2 separate regions of the Astyanax mexicanus genome follow, and region 1 is linked to region 2. Evidence: chromatin contacts called from public Hi-C data. All regions are on one chromosome and are shown on one strand. The core of a region is the stretch at or near the end of the contact, and the rest is flanking DNA. Distances in the headings are between cores, read along the strand shown.

Region 1 (7,723 bases), core at 4,249-6,748, 81 kb after region 2:
AGATAGGGGTTAAAGGGGAGATAATGCTAGCCCTGATTGAGTGTTGAGAAATCTTACAAGTAACTTCAGAGAGTGTACAGCCTGGCTGTTAACTGTACCCACAAAGGACCATGTGGCTGCAGCTCTTCATTCCAAATAACCAGCAGGCACACCTGATTCCACTTGTTTAATTAAGTGGTCAGTCCTCAAACACCTGATCACACAAAAACCTGCAGTCACATTTATGAGTTTCCTGGAACTTTAGGTTCATCACACTTAAATGTCTTATTTCTGAATACAAAACTAGTTTACCATTAAAATAATTATTCTTGGGGTCTGTGTGGTACCTTCTTATTTCAGAGTGCAGCACAGGTTGTAGAGTGATGATGAGCTTTTTTCGATGTTGTGTTTTAGGGATGAAGTAATGGGTGTGAATGGTCTCGTCACTATGAAGCTGATAATCCTCTGCTGGTCAGTGATGCTCTGTAAGTCTGAACCATTTTAATCCCATGAAATTATCACCAACATTTGCATCCTGTTTTTTCTCCAGACCAGGGGTCGGCAATAGATGAAAGATCTGGCTCGTGAGGTTGAACTATAATGAACGATAATAAAAATAAATAAATAAATAAATAAATCCCCTATCTCTCTGTCGCGCTCGGCATGAATTTAGTTTCCACCCGTTCTCGTTTTTCCGCCCGTTCTTGGGCTCTCCTTATAAGGGCGTTTTTTTCTAGCCGTGTCCCAATTCACTAGCCGGGGCAGCGGTAGTGTATTGGAGCGTGACCCTGGCGACACAGGTTCGATCCCTCATGAGGAGCGGTGTGTTTATACATATATATTTTTTTAATTTTTCTTCGGGTTTAACTACTTTGAGATCAACTGTTCTGCAATTGGGTTTAACAACCCTCTGGGCTGGAGAGCTACTAGTCTGTAGCACTCCATCCCATTACACTGCCAAACTTAATTGCCAACCCCTGCTCTAGACCATGCCTGGGTTTCTTAATATAGTTTCTGCACAATTAATTTTTGCAAACTTGGTGCTTTCATGGCACCATGGTATTTTCTGTCACATAAAATAATACCAGCATAAAATAATACATTTTGTGAGTCCTCCAGACTAATCAAAATTATTTTAAAACATTTTAAGTAAATTTAAGACTGACACACAATGTAATCTCTCTGTTCTTCCATTCCATCCATTTCCTTAAACTCAAGCCCAGGCCCAGCCTCCAGCTTCTCTCTCCCTTCCAGCCCAAATCACAGTCTCCCCGCCATGGCATTCTTTCCCTTTATCTCAGGCTGACCTGGGCCTCCTCTTCACCAACTCCAGCCCATTCTCCTTCACACAGTCCCTCCTGCTAATGCCTCCGCTAGCAGCTGCCTCCAAGCCAGGCCTTCGCGCAGCGTTCGGGCCCTACTCTGTCACTCAGGTATATCAACACTTTACTCATATAAAATAATCCACTCAAATGTATACATCATTTCAGAATAAATAAATACTGTTACTATATAGCACTAGGGGTGGGCAATATGGCCCTAAAATAATATCACAATATTTCATGGTATTTTGTGATAACAATACTCTTGGCGATATGCTAACACTAAATTTAAAAAATATATATTTCAAGAATTCACTAATGCAACAAAATATTTTTTTTTATTTTATTATTGCATACATATTGCACATCCCTAACTGAGATATTAAAAAATACAAGAATTTTCCAGATTTTTTCCAGAATGTCATGATATTAAAATGCACCCCAAATATCTCTATATATCCAGGATTACAGTAAAATAAATGATACTGGACAGATATAATCTGTCTCTAGAAGATATATCATGGGAAATTAGAACAGTGTGAATCTTCCTTTTGCTAAAACAGTAAAAAAGTACTACGCTGATGTGATAATTAGGGGTGGGTGATATGGCACAATATTTCAGGATATAATATCATTTACGATATTATATTATTCACGACATTGGAATTATATGTGTTTTTGATGGTACTGTCAATATTTCACATACTTTGATAACAACAACTATTTTAAGGCTAATTTAAATGGGAAACTGTGGTTATCTATTTATAGAGATCTCTTGTTAAATGATCCTCACAATTTGATTGATACTTTGAAAGCCTATTTGTAACGTGTTTATTTTTTGTCTTCTCTCCTCCTCAAGCTTGTTTCTGAACCCATCGCTCCTCTGACAGCTCCTCTTGTTGCGTATCTCCTCTCCAAAACGGTTGTGTGTGAGCATGAGGCTGATCGAGGAGAGAGGCTAAAGGTCAGAGTGCTGTTCCACATGAGGGGTGATGCTAACAGAGGAACATGTGTGACTCTTCATGCCTTCAAACAGACAGAGGAGCAGAAAGCCTCATGCATCACTCAGGTACTGACAAATGTTCAGGATCTAGATCTTTAGAACATCTCAAAAAAATGTTTTATGTGTGTGTCTTTGCTTGAAATATTATTATATAGGAAAGCAGGATATAAGTATATAGATGTTACAGTGGTATGAATTGATTTGCACCTGTATTTGCTAATTGAATTAAGCTGTTTTACCTACAATGACCTTGCAGATACAAGGTATCCTTTACAATAGATGGTCAGACAACTCACCCTGCAAAAAATAATTACAGGAAGTTACACTGTCGCACATTTATATGTATTAATTATATAATTTAACTACCTTGCTTCCCAATAACCATATGTTGCTAGGGGCAAGTACAAATAAGCTTCACCATACATGTAGATAAGTGTAAATTCCACCCAGTGAAAACACTGATAGGTCTATGAAGCAAAAAAGAGACCAATCAGGATGTGAATCCTGCCTAAAAAGCGCAGTGAAAGGTCTAATGAGCACGAGAACATGGAGTCACACTTACCAGGTCACTCCGCACACTTTTGCCCTATGAAAATGCTCTCAGAGGCTACTGGGTAGTTTAGTTTGAGAAACTGTTGACTGCTAGACACACCACTACAACTCAATCCAGCCAATATGAATTGCAGTCTGTGTTTCTGTCTTTACTCTTTTCCCCCATTATATTTTGCTTTTGTCTAATCCCTTACCTCTGTACTTATCTCAAAGCCCCCTCTAGGACTGTGTGTGGTCACAATGACCTTTCCCAAGGACTGGTTTGAGCCTGACCAGACAATTCACCAACACCGGAGTAGCCAAACCTTCAGACAACGGCACCCACACAGAGTACGAGCTCATAACCACAGCCGGCGACAGCAGAACTTCTCAGCAGCCCTCAGGGCCAAACCTGGGGTCCTCACTCAAACGATACAGCTCTACTACTCATCATTCGGCACTGTGACCAACCTTAAGTTAACGCCCCCTAGATGTGTGGAGGATAAAGTGCAGCAGTCGCAGAGAAAACTGTTCTACATCAGTCCTGTGACTCTTGAGGACAAAGCAGCCAAAGGTAACAAGACAAAACAGGGCATTTCCTGCCTAGACAACTTTGAAGAGGAGGAGCTGTGGCTGAATTCAGATGTGCTGATTCGCTATTATAAGGGACCTGTGCGAGCTGGACGACCGGTTGGAATATCGATAAATCTAAGGTCCAACTTTAGCAGTGAATCTGTCATTGTGAGGTATGATAGACTCTGTTGTCAAACAATTTCAATCATAACTTGTATAAAATAATCTGTATGAGTCAGCTGTATAACACAGTTTTGTATTTTTATTCAGATTTAAAGTAAAGAAAGGATTACTCTCACTGCAAGCTCAACCTTCCATAACCTTTGACCTGTGGACTGTCAAAGTGGAAAGGACATCAGGTTCTAAGCATGAAACCATTTCTATAATCTCTCGTAGAAATGGAGCTGCTCAGGACACACAAGGGTAAGTTCAAAACAGTGTGATTAAAATATCACTAAAGCCCTATCCGGACGGGATTCGTTTCTCAGGGGGGGTCTGTGAAAAATATTTCACACTTTTACTTAGTAATAAAACTCTTGCATCTGAAACGCAATTGAAAAATCAGGAGGACCAGTGAGTTTTTTGGCTTTCTCACATGACATTCAGTATGATGTTCAGTAGCTCCTCCATTTCCACTCGCTTTTACGTGTTTACGTGGATCTCTGTGGAAACGTGCACCCAAAGTGTAATTACGGTGAATGGCAGTGGACAAATAGTTATTTTATTAAACGCAAGGTGACGAAACTCAGAGATTTGCGTCTGGATGGGACTAAAAGGACCACGGAGTTCAGCGAAAAACAATAGGTAATTCAGCCTAAAATTTTCTCAGAGGACGTCTGGAAAAAAAAACACATACATGGTCATTCCGGATGGGAATAAAATCACAGCATAAAGAGACCCCGCATAAAAGAGAAAATTACCCCAGGACCCCTTGAGAAACTAATCCCATCTGGACAAGGCTTAAGAAAGGATTTTTAAATCCATGTATTCATCTTATTATCTGATTCAGGGTCAAAGTGAGTCCAGGGATTATCTGGAATCATTGGCTGCAAGCCCCCTGGACAGGGCATCCATTTTTTGCAAGGAATTCTAAATAGCATTTAAAAACTGTTTAGATGTAAACTGTATCATTCATACCTAATACATCATATTGTCTCCCCTAACCTTAATAACAGTGTCAGTCCTGTCAGACAGGAATTACACTAGTAGCTTGAGAAAGTTTTAGTCAAAGTTATTTGGAACTGGGCCTCTAATATAAAGGTCACTTTATCCATTCAAAGAACCATTTAAGGAAAATAATTGGCATGGTTAATTACTGAAATGCCAGAAGTTATGGGACAAGAACTGTGAGAATTGTGTCCCATGGATTTTGCCCCATGAAGCTAAAGACTGCTGAACTGAACTGTGAGATGTGCATGTAGGGCCTTGAGTATGATTCAATACAGATGTGGTTTCTGACAGAACGGTCGATTTGCTTGGGCAAATCTAGCCAGTGTGTCTAGCCAAATGTCTCATCCTTGTGGCACCCACTATCAGGTCTCACTCAAACTCTGATAATTCATGTCTCCTTGCCCTGAGCATGCTGGCCAGTGTTCAGCCTTACTCACAAGAAAACACCTCAAAAAACATAAAAACAGATGTGCACATTCCCAAGCCCTTCACTTGAGATAACAGTTCATGAGCTACTTACATACTGCTGATGTGCCATGACTTTTGGCTTTTTTCTACAAGTGCTGTCAGCATTACAAAAACAACATTTGAAAAATTCGACTGCCAGTATACAATACCCTTGTTGCAAATAGATGTAAATAATTATGTTCAATTTACACATATGTGTTAATTTTTTTCTTTTTGTCTGGTCAACCTGAAGCATTTGTTCATTCCTTGATTATTTTATCTCTTGTCCTTCAGCACTGTGGCTCTGAGGCAGGTGGCCTGTCTCTCAGTGGAAGGTTTACGCAGAAGCTTTGGAGTCGCCATGACTGTTGCAGTTAGCTGGTGGGTGGAGTACTCCTTACACACTAGCTTGGGGTCACCACCTGGGGCAGTGATGAGTTTCCTGTCTTTTACAGACAGAGAGATAGTGGGCATCGCCCCCATCACGGAGGTGAGTCACTCCAGCTGCATGCTGGTGCAAACGGGCCAATGAGTATTTAGCTGAAACTGAAATCAGGCCACAACTGAAACAGTAGCACTACTGCACCAGCAGCAACTCGAGAGCAATATGAATGTTGCATATTTTAGTTTGCACTTTTGTTGCACTGAAAACTTTTTAAACACAGTAGTTCCAGAATTGTTTTTTAATTGGTTGGTAAAATTATATTTTTACACTTTGTTTTGGTAAATTTACACTAATGTTGCTTATGAAAGAAGTATCTCACTGTTTTTTTTTTTTTTTCGATTCACAGAGCAACACGATAATCAATACGGCCATCTTGACGAGCCAACCAGTTTCCCTCCCTGTCATTGTACTGGGTGTGGGGCATGATGGGAAAGTATCAGATATTACTGCAGCAGTAATGTGTCGATCAACTAATGAAGACATTGTTAAGGTAATTAGACATTTACAATGAGTGGAACCTCAGAGTTTATTACATGAGAGAAAATAATGGAGCTTAACTGTACATTTCTGAATTCTCATTAGTATCATTAGTCTGATTATTCTGATTAGAATTTTGGTATTTGGCCCATAGTGCAAACCACCCCACAGCAAATAGAGGTCCCTGATCTTCAGTACAAGCTACGCACCAATCACCCACAACTTTGGATTAACAACTTTAAACCCTTCTTAAAGTTCTAAGAAAATGAAAATGAAAAGAAAATTGAATTATATGCCCAGCACAACAGCACAAGTCAGTGACATGCAAAGAAAAAGAGCGGCTTTGTTTCTGTACTAACATTAAGATTTGAAAATACATGATGATAAGCATTTTAACAATGGCCTTTTGCATGTTTGGGTATGATTGCTTAATGTTTAAATATTCAGCCTATGCCCCCAATCTCCATTCCTCTTTAAAAGAGCATTAAGGCACCAAATATTTTATTTAGCTCACAATGCAACAGATTTTTTACTGTATATGTTTTATAGTATAATATAAGAGTCTTCTTTCCATTTCTTTCCATTACTGGATATAATTCAGGTCTAAAAGGATTAGGTACGTAAGTCTGTGTTTAAAATGAGTTTACTCCAGCACCACCTAGTGGCAGAGCAGTGCTTCAACTTTAATTACACTTGTCAAGAATTGACCATTTTAAAGGGTAAAGCGGAATAAAAATTAAACTGCAATAAGTCTTAAATCTGAAACTGCACCTTCTTCTGTCTTTACATGTTTCTACACATGCATAAAACACATCTGTTCTTTCTAATTCTTGTTTATGGCAGGTGTCGAGTGACTGTTCCGCCCTGTTTGTAGATGGGAGTGAGTCTGGGATGGGCAGTACCTGTGTGGAGGTGGAGTTTTCTCTGGGTACTCTCAAGGGCTCCTTATGCATGGCTGTGTGGGCTCCTGTGGTTCCTCTCCGGATCTCTCTCTCTGACTCTGTCCTGAGTCCCATCAGAGGCTGGAGCTACCATACAGAGAGCGGGTATGCTCTGCTCCAAGACCTTCAAAAACAATGAAAATTGTTAAAAATAAGGTTATGAGCCATTTGGGTGCTAGGAATATAAATAAATACTTGCCGTTCATTTTCCCTCACAACACCTACCCTCAGAGAACTGTTAACACATCATTAGACTCATGCTGTCTTCCATCTTAACTAGTATGTTGTAATTTCTCAGTTCCAAGTAGGAAGTTTTTATTGGAATAATCCTACAGGTCAGATGTTTTATTTAAAAGTTGTGAGAGCTTTTATTTGTTTGTGCATCATTAAATCAGTCGTACACACTTCTGACTGTGGACATGTTTCAATGGTGTTTATATGCACAAAATAATGTATAATGCCTTGGTATTAACTAGTATTCCTAGCAATGCTGACTTGGAAAAGTTCTAACCATGATAGCTGATATCTGAATGTTTAACAGTAATGTCATCAGCCCAATATGGTGTCTTTCCCAGCTGTGACATACTGCTATTACTACTACTAACAACATTTTTTTAATCAGGCAATTCATTTTATAAGTAAAATTCAGTATTTATACAGTATTTAGTATCTTTTCAAGTGAGTTTTTGTGCTATTTCCAATTACATCATTTATTTAAATGATAGGTACAGTTGTTACTGTATTTAATGCACATTTGTATTTTAAAATTCATCTTTCACTATCTTTATTTTTCCTTCTCTTTGTGACTGTTTTCCTCTCTTCCACCTTGTCTTTT
Region 2 (7,086 bases), core at 4,349-6,848:
ATCTTAATTTTACCAAGACCATCTCCAGAGATCTTGATATTTTTTTGAACACGGTGCACAACATATTCAAAACATGTAAAATCCATGGCAGTGTAGCTACTTTTCCTGGACGTTGACAGAAGAGAAAATATTATTAAAGGTTACAACACAGGATAGTCCAGATGAAGGATGAGCAGCCCCAATCAAGCTCCAAAGAAATACAAGCTCTCCTGCAGGTGCAGGATGCATCAGTGTCAGTGTAAACCATCTGTCAACATTTAAATGAAATAAAACACTATGGCACAAGACCCAGGAGATGCTTCCTACCAGTCATCTGGCCAAGGCATTTTGGCCTTTGTCGAAGTATTCAAATTATTTCAAATATTCATGCCTGCATATTTCTCATTGTCAGTGTCACCGCAGAGCTGAGAACAATATTGACACCAAACACTTGCCACATGTTTAATATTTTAAAACATTTTATTACTATACCTAGTGTTTGTAGATCCTAACAACACAGTTATATAAAATATAACCCAGCACAACCCGTAAACTATGAGATGTAGGTCAAAATATTATTAATAAAAATGTGAAAACATATTTGTACATTTTGTGTTTCTTTGGCTGCTTTAGAGGACACTCTTTCAACAGAAATAGCACTGATTAAACACAGCTTAGCTGCCACGCATTTCAACCGTGTGAGGAATTCTGCAGATTCTTCTCAATTCAAGATGAATGACAAAAGAAGCTAGATTGGTGTTTTTTTCCTGATAAGGTTTAACATAAACCTCAACAAATAAGATTGTTAATATATCTGTCCCATGTTGTTTGTGCAAGGTGTTATTAAAATCACAACACAATATAGACACAACAAATGTCATTAATCTTTCTGCGCACAAATTAAATGAAAACAACAGTTGTATTTTAAACAATAAATTATTAATGTAACTAGTGTTTTCATGCCTATTACTCCCACACACCTGAACGTTTTTAAATGGTTCGCACTGTCGGATCAAATACAGGAAGCTGAGGCAGTCTATATTGACCCATTAAACAAAAGAGAGAAAAAACAACAACGTTGTGTCGATTTCTGACTCCCCTTCATGTGCATGCGCATCATACACAGATTACACTGGTGACTCCTGAATCTACTGTATACGATATATTTTATCTTACTTATAAACAGAGATCAAATAAATCTGAGGGTAATCTGATGTTGCACCTCAATTGAAGGGAGTCAGATTCTGGTAGGAAGGCAGAATTTGACAACATCTAAAAAGGCAACTCTCTAAATTGACAACATTCAACACACAAATTCAAGTATTGGGACACAGCCCATGTAGGTAAAGACAAGTGGTTTAAGCTGCTCATTAAAGGGCAGTGTAAAACAAAGTGTACAATAGGGGTGTGCCACATTGTATCGTATGTAATAATATCGCCAAAAAAATTGAATATCGTGAACAATATTATACCCTGAAATATCGTGCCCTATGACCCACCCCTACTTATCACAACAGGGTACTACTTTTTTACCGTTTTTAGCAAAGGAAAAATTCACACTGTTCTCATTCCCCATTATATATCTACTATAGACAGATTATATAACTTTAATCCTGGATATATGGAGATATTTGGAGTGCACTGCTAGTATCATGACATTCTGAATCATTGGCTTCTGTTACAAATCTGATAAAATTATTATTTTTTTTAATATCTCAGTTAGCCATATCATATTGCATGCAATAATAAAATTTTAAATAATTTTTCTAATTTAGTGTTTTGTCAAATCACCAAAAGTATCGTTATTGTGAAAATACCATGAAATATCGTGATATTATTTTAGAGCCATATCGCCCACCCCTAGTGTACAAAATAATCTTGGTTCAGATTATGGTGTGGACTTTCAGAATTGTTCACAGTAGTGATAATATAAACCAGAGGAAATAAAAAAAAATAGGTTATTTTTCAAAGTAAATAAAATTGTTTCCTGATGTAAACACATCCGATGTACACTGTCCCATTTTTTAGGGATGCACCAAAATCAGTTTTTGGCTGAAAGCTGAATACTTTTTCCACAAGCTATTATTAAATTGCCCACATCTGTTTCCACACTTCACCGTTAAATAAATAGCATAGCCTTAATGTATTTTTGCCTTTCATTTATATTATATATATAAAAAACAATTACACAACTACAACTGATTGTGAGCCTGTCTCCACCATATTCCAAAGACACAAGAAAGGCTGCAAAATGACGTCAATAAATGTGTAACAGTATAACTTTTCTGTCTTTTCACTTATTTGGTTGCCAAATATTTCATGCATTCCTAACATACATAATACAGAATAGAAAAAAAAGGAATCTCTTTAAAAAGATGCTGTTTTGTATCAACCTAGTAGAACATACATAATAGCTATATTATGCATCTTGTCAAGCTCTATCAGAATGAAATAAGGACATTTACAGAATACACAAACAAAACAGCACAGCATTTTGAAATGGAGAGGTTTTCATTGAAGACGAACAAAAAATAGGATTAATCCCTGTCCAGAAAATCAAACCCTTGTGATTCAGTTTTTGCATTAAATTTGCTGTAACAGAGCTGAAACACAAAAAAAATATATATACAGTCCTCAGGTCAAGGCTTAAGAGTATGATATAATATAATAATTCAGTCACAAAACACAGATCTAAAGTCAGGATCATTTCAGTTTAGTGATCCTGGATTTGTGCCCCTTAGTCATCTTTGCTCTTCTTCTCCAACTCTCTTACCTTCCTCTCCAGCACCTTAACTTTCACTTCCATGTGTGTATTTGTATCTCCCTTGAACGGTGAGGGTCCGATACCCAGCAGGATGCAGGCAAGCACTAATCCAGCCAGTCTCATTGCTGTGGTTTCAGCAGTGGCACCAGTATCACTTAGAATGAGACCAAACATGGCAATGGCGACAGTGATCTTCACTAGCCACAGAGTACGCTGCACTATCCCTGATACAAAGCACACCGCCAAGGACAGGATCCAGTAGACAAGCACAGCCAACAGGACCCACTTAGTAACAAACGCAACACCTTCCGGAGTGATGCGCTTCACAGGCAGATTGGCTTGAAGGCAAAAAAAAGGGAAATACATATAAGCATCAATTCTACAAATCTTCCAATCAACAATTACTCAGTGTAGCAATAAGAGTAATAAATGTTTTTTTTTTTTATTAGGACCTGATTATTAGGCCATTAATGGGCTAATGTTATATTAACATTTTATATTTTAAAATACATTTTAAGGGTTTGTTTCCTGGACAGGCATAGTCGTTCACAAAATTTTCATTTATTAGAAAATTCTCCATTCTAAATACTTTGTAGCCCAAGACTAAGCTTAATCTCTGTGTGGGAAACAGTTTTAGTTTAACAGTGCTTTAATGACTAAAATAAATGTTTGTTCTTTAAGAAAGCCTGGCCTGTAATTCAGAAAAGGTTAAAACTAGACTTCGTTGTGTTGAGTTAGAGCAAGGTACAGTTGGGTAGAGTAAAGTAGAGAGGCAGGGTAGAAAAAGGTAGAGCAGGCAAGAGTAAGGTAGAGCGGGTTACAGTAAGCTACACTGGGTTACAGTAAGGTTAAAATGAGGTAGAGTGGGGTACAGCAAGATATAGTGAGGTACAGCAGGCTTTAGAGTGGGGGCAGTGAGGTAGAGCAAGGTTAGAATGAAGGATGGTGAGGTAGAGTGGGGGACAGTGAGGTAGAGCAAGGTTAGAATGAAGGATGGTGAGGTAGAGTGGGGGACAGTGAGGTAGAGCAAGGTTAGAATGAAGTACAGTGAGGTAGAGCAAGGTTAGAATGAAGGATGGTGAGGTAGAGTGGGGGACAGTGAGGTAGAGCAAGGTTAGAATGAAGGATGGTGAGGTAGAGTGGGGGACAGTGAGGTAGAGCAAGGTTAGAATGAAGTACAGTGAGGTAGAGCAAGGTTAGAATGAAGGATGGTGAGGTAGAGTGGGGGACAGTGAGGTAGAGCAAGGTTAGAATGAAGGATGGTGAGGTAGAGTGGGGGACAGTGAGGTAGAGCAAGGTTAGAATGAAGGATGGTGAGGTAGAGTGGGGGACAGTGAGGCAGAACATGAATGCTGAATAATCTTTGAGGAACTTAATTCAGGATCTTAATTTATCATGTTTCACATTGACATCAGGATATCCAACACCAAGATCACACATATCATACACTTCTAAAGTGCAGCAAAACTATTCATTACAGACTTAAATAATGTAGTGTTTTTAGAAATAATGTAGATTCACCAGTGATTCCAGCTGCTCCTAGCACTTCTGTGACATATGAGGCCAGTATGTTCAGAGAACCAGCAGTAGACTCTAAAGCCCACGTTGTAATCTCTCTTAGGGTCTGTTTAAAAACACAAAAACAATACAGCCAATAAAACGAGAACAACATTCTTACGTCTAAACATAACAGAAAATTTAACTTCCTTTTCTGAATGCCACTGTATCTGATCCAATTTTGAACAAATGCGTTAAAAACATTTTCTAGACGTTTGGACTCTCCTGCTTTACATTTAAGTGATGTTTATTCTTAAAGCCAAAGACACAAGCTAATACACCAAATTTACCATGAGATTCAAGGTTGCCCTTTAATACAGTCAAAAATCCTTTTTCATCTGTTTTGGCTTTATGACACCCCCCCTTGAAGACTAAGTCAAAACACTTTTGGCTTCATACAGGACTTTATTTATAATGAATTTGAACTTTATTTTGAAAATGTTTCATCAGCTACTGCAATTTAAAGTAAGGTGTTTTTTTTTTTTTTTTTTTTTTTAAAGATGCACCAAGATTTGTTGAATAATAAATTTCACCTTTTTCAACATTGCATTCATTTAACAAATACCCTAAATGTATTTTGCATACCTTGCTTTAAAACAATAACAAAAAACAATTACAAAACAACAAAACTACAAAAAAAGTGAAAAATATGGTTTCACAATATAGCTGATGTAAAGTTATTAGTTAACTTTAAGCAAGACCTAAAACATATTTAGGTTTGTTTAACACTTTTTGTTTGCTAAATATTTCCACAAGTTTTCCTTCCTAATTTACATAACTTTAATAATAAATAATAATAAACTTTTGACTGGTACTGTATAGTCATATGTTCTAGCTATGTTTTGTTCTGGACTTAAAACAAAGTAGTAACGAAGTAGTATACTGACTAATGGCTGGGTTTTTCTCGTCCACAGACATTAAACCAAGTTGTACCCACCTTCAGTCCTGAATCCACGGACTGTCTGCCAAACAGAGACACCAGGAACCCGTGTCCGTCCTCACACAGACTGGTGGACACTGACTGCAGAGTCTGCCACAAACCAGAGGCTTTGGGCTGGTTTTCAGACCCCGAGGACTGACTTAAACACGCCGGCGTGGACAAAATCAGCGATACCAGGACGAACAGCCATGCCATGTTAAACATTTTACAGCTACTAAAACTATTAACCTACACTTATTACGTTTCCCCTCTATCTTTACCTTTACAGGATAATGTCTGGGTGATATCAGCCAAAAATAGGACAGAAAACAGGCTTTTATAAGGAGTATAGTGACTTTTTAACAGGAACTTCAGCTTTACTTTAAAGCCAGGCGGACACTGTGCGATTTTTTTAATCGGATGCGTTCTGGAGAGCTCAAACTGCACGTTTGAATCGTTTGTCGTGTATGAACAACGCCTGCGATTCATCTGCACACACTGTACGGTCCGACTGACCTGCTGCGACAGGGGAGCTGACACTGCACGTCTAAACGCAGCCCGTAGGCGGAGCTTTCTTTGCGTACAAACTCTCGCTTCAACACAACGCCTTGCAAAAGAAAGCGCTTAGCTTTGCTTATTTGTGCCCTGTTGTGCGCTGAAAGTCCACGGAAGAGACGTACATGGACTCGCAGGTGGCTGAGGCGACGTGGACTCTACGGGTTGTCCGTTTTACAGAAGGAGAGCGCATAGAAAAATGACTGCGCGTCAGGCTGCGAAAGAAACACCAGCAGCTTAAATAAAATAAAATAATTTTATTTTTTATTCTGTTTATTGTTTATGTAAAAACTGGTTTTGAAACACTGAATATTAAACAAGCAATAGGTTATTCACACTGGATAGGGACCCTCATTTACAGTGCCGCTGAGCATTAACATTTTAAAAGGGATTTAAAAAATATATAAAAAATATAAATAAAAACTGACATTTATTATAGACGAATAAAATATATACGTAAAAAAGGAAAAATAGGACCTTAAAAAAATATAATAAAAATTGACATAAAAGGTAAAAAATGTATATCTTATGAAGATATATATTTAATGATTTGATTAATAAAAGAAGAAAAATAATTAAAATGAATAAATATAAAATATAAACTCATTAAAAATTCGTTTAAAATAACCCAGGCTTTCTGCAGATTAATCAAAGTTTCAGTTAGTTCAGTTTCAAATCATGAAAACAGCTCACCAAAACCTCAAACTATTCTTTATATTTGACAATATTTACTTACAGGCCCTTTGCTTGTACTTACAGGCCCTTACTTATTTTTATTCAACTGAACTGAGTTTCTGTAGCCTCGCGCTGAATTCAGCTCCGCGCTGCGAAAGAGAGCGAGAGAGAGGCGCAGCGCATTTTGTCTGATTTATCTTGATTAATTATCAGTACATTTATTAGCTTTAGTAAGTTTAATAGCACTAATTATACTACACTTCTCCGACCTTATTTATTAAAACGTTTATTTTAGAAGACAGAGGTTATTATGCGGGCAATGCCGCGCGCAATGCCACGCGCTGCGCTAAGCTGGCTTTGGCTAATATTCTGGAGCACTGGACGAGATTTTAATTAATAAATTAACATATTTATAATTTTAATAAATTTGCCCTGGCGAAAAGAAACGAATAATAAAATATATATTATATTTCTGTGCATGTTTTAGGTTTTATATAATTGACGGGCAGCATCAGAGGCTGACAATGTGCTTTATTTTTCAGATATAATAGCAAAGTGAAATAAAATAAATTTATGTTTGTCAAAGATATTTTCTCTTTTAATTTTTCTTTTCAAAAACTCCAGCTATTGACTGAGA

Evidence for each region. Hi-C and Micro-C count contacts between places; a contact is called where the count stands out from the background.
Region 1: a Hi-C map of muscle shows a contact between it and region 2, with 9 times the contacts expected there. The contact joins the enhancer-like site here to the promoter of tmem109 in region 2. A contact is called at or near these places in 2 of 3 Hi-C or Micro-C datasets (both in muscle).

What each region holds. Positions count from the first base shown.
Region 1 is chr7:45,904,998-45,912,720 of AstMex3_surface, forward strand. It overlaps tmem132a (transmembrane protein 132A), which reads left to right. Exons shown (of 12, transcript XM_015604671.3): 2 at 394-464; 3 at 1,198-1,412; 4 at 2,161-2,370; 5 at 3,070-3,581; 6 at 3,679-3,831; 7 at 5,320-5,515; 8 at 5,817-5,960; 9 at 6,791-6,993. The coding sequence starts at 404. Among protein-coding and RNA genes, the nearest start is that of tmem132a, 5.2 kb to the left of the region's middle. Within about 2 kb of position 5,499, the one cell type or tissue checked has an H3K27ac peak away from gene starts, as active enhancers do.
Region 2 is chr7:45,824,051-45,831,136 of AstMex3_surface, forward strand. It overlaps tmem109 (transmembrane protein 109), which reads right to left and starts at 5,599. Exons shown (of 3, transcript XM_007229480.4): 1 at 5,238-5,599; 2 at 4,265-4,367; 3 at 441-3,081. The coding sequence starts at 5,444. The coding sequence ends at 2,717. LOC125803005 (a long non-coding RNA gene) reads left to right here and starts at 3,610. Exons shown (of 3, transcript XR_007440061.1): 1 at 3,610-3,764; 2 at 3,796-3,897; 3 at 3,929-4,007.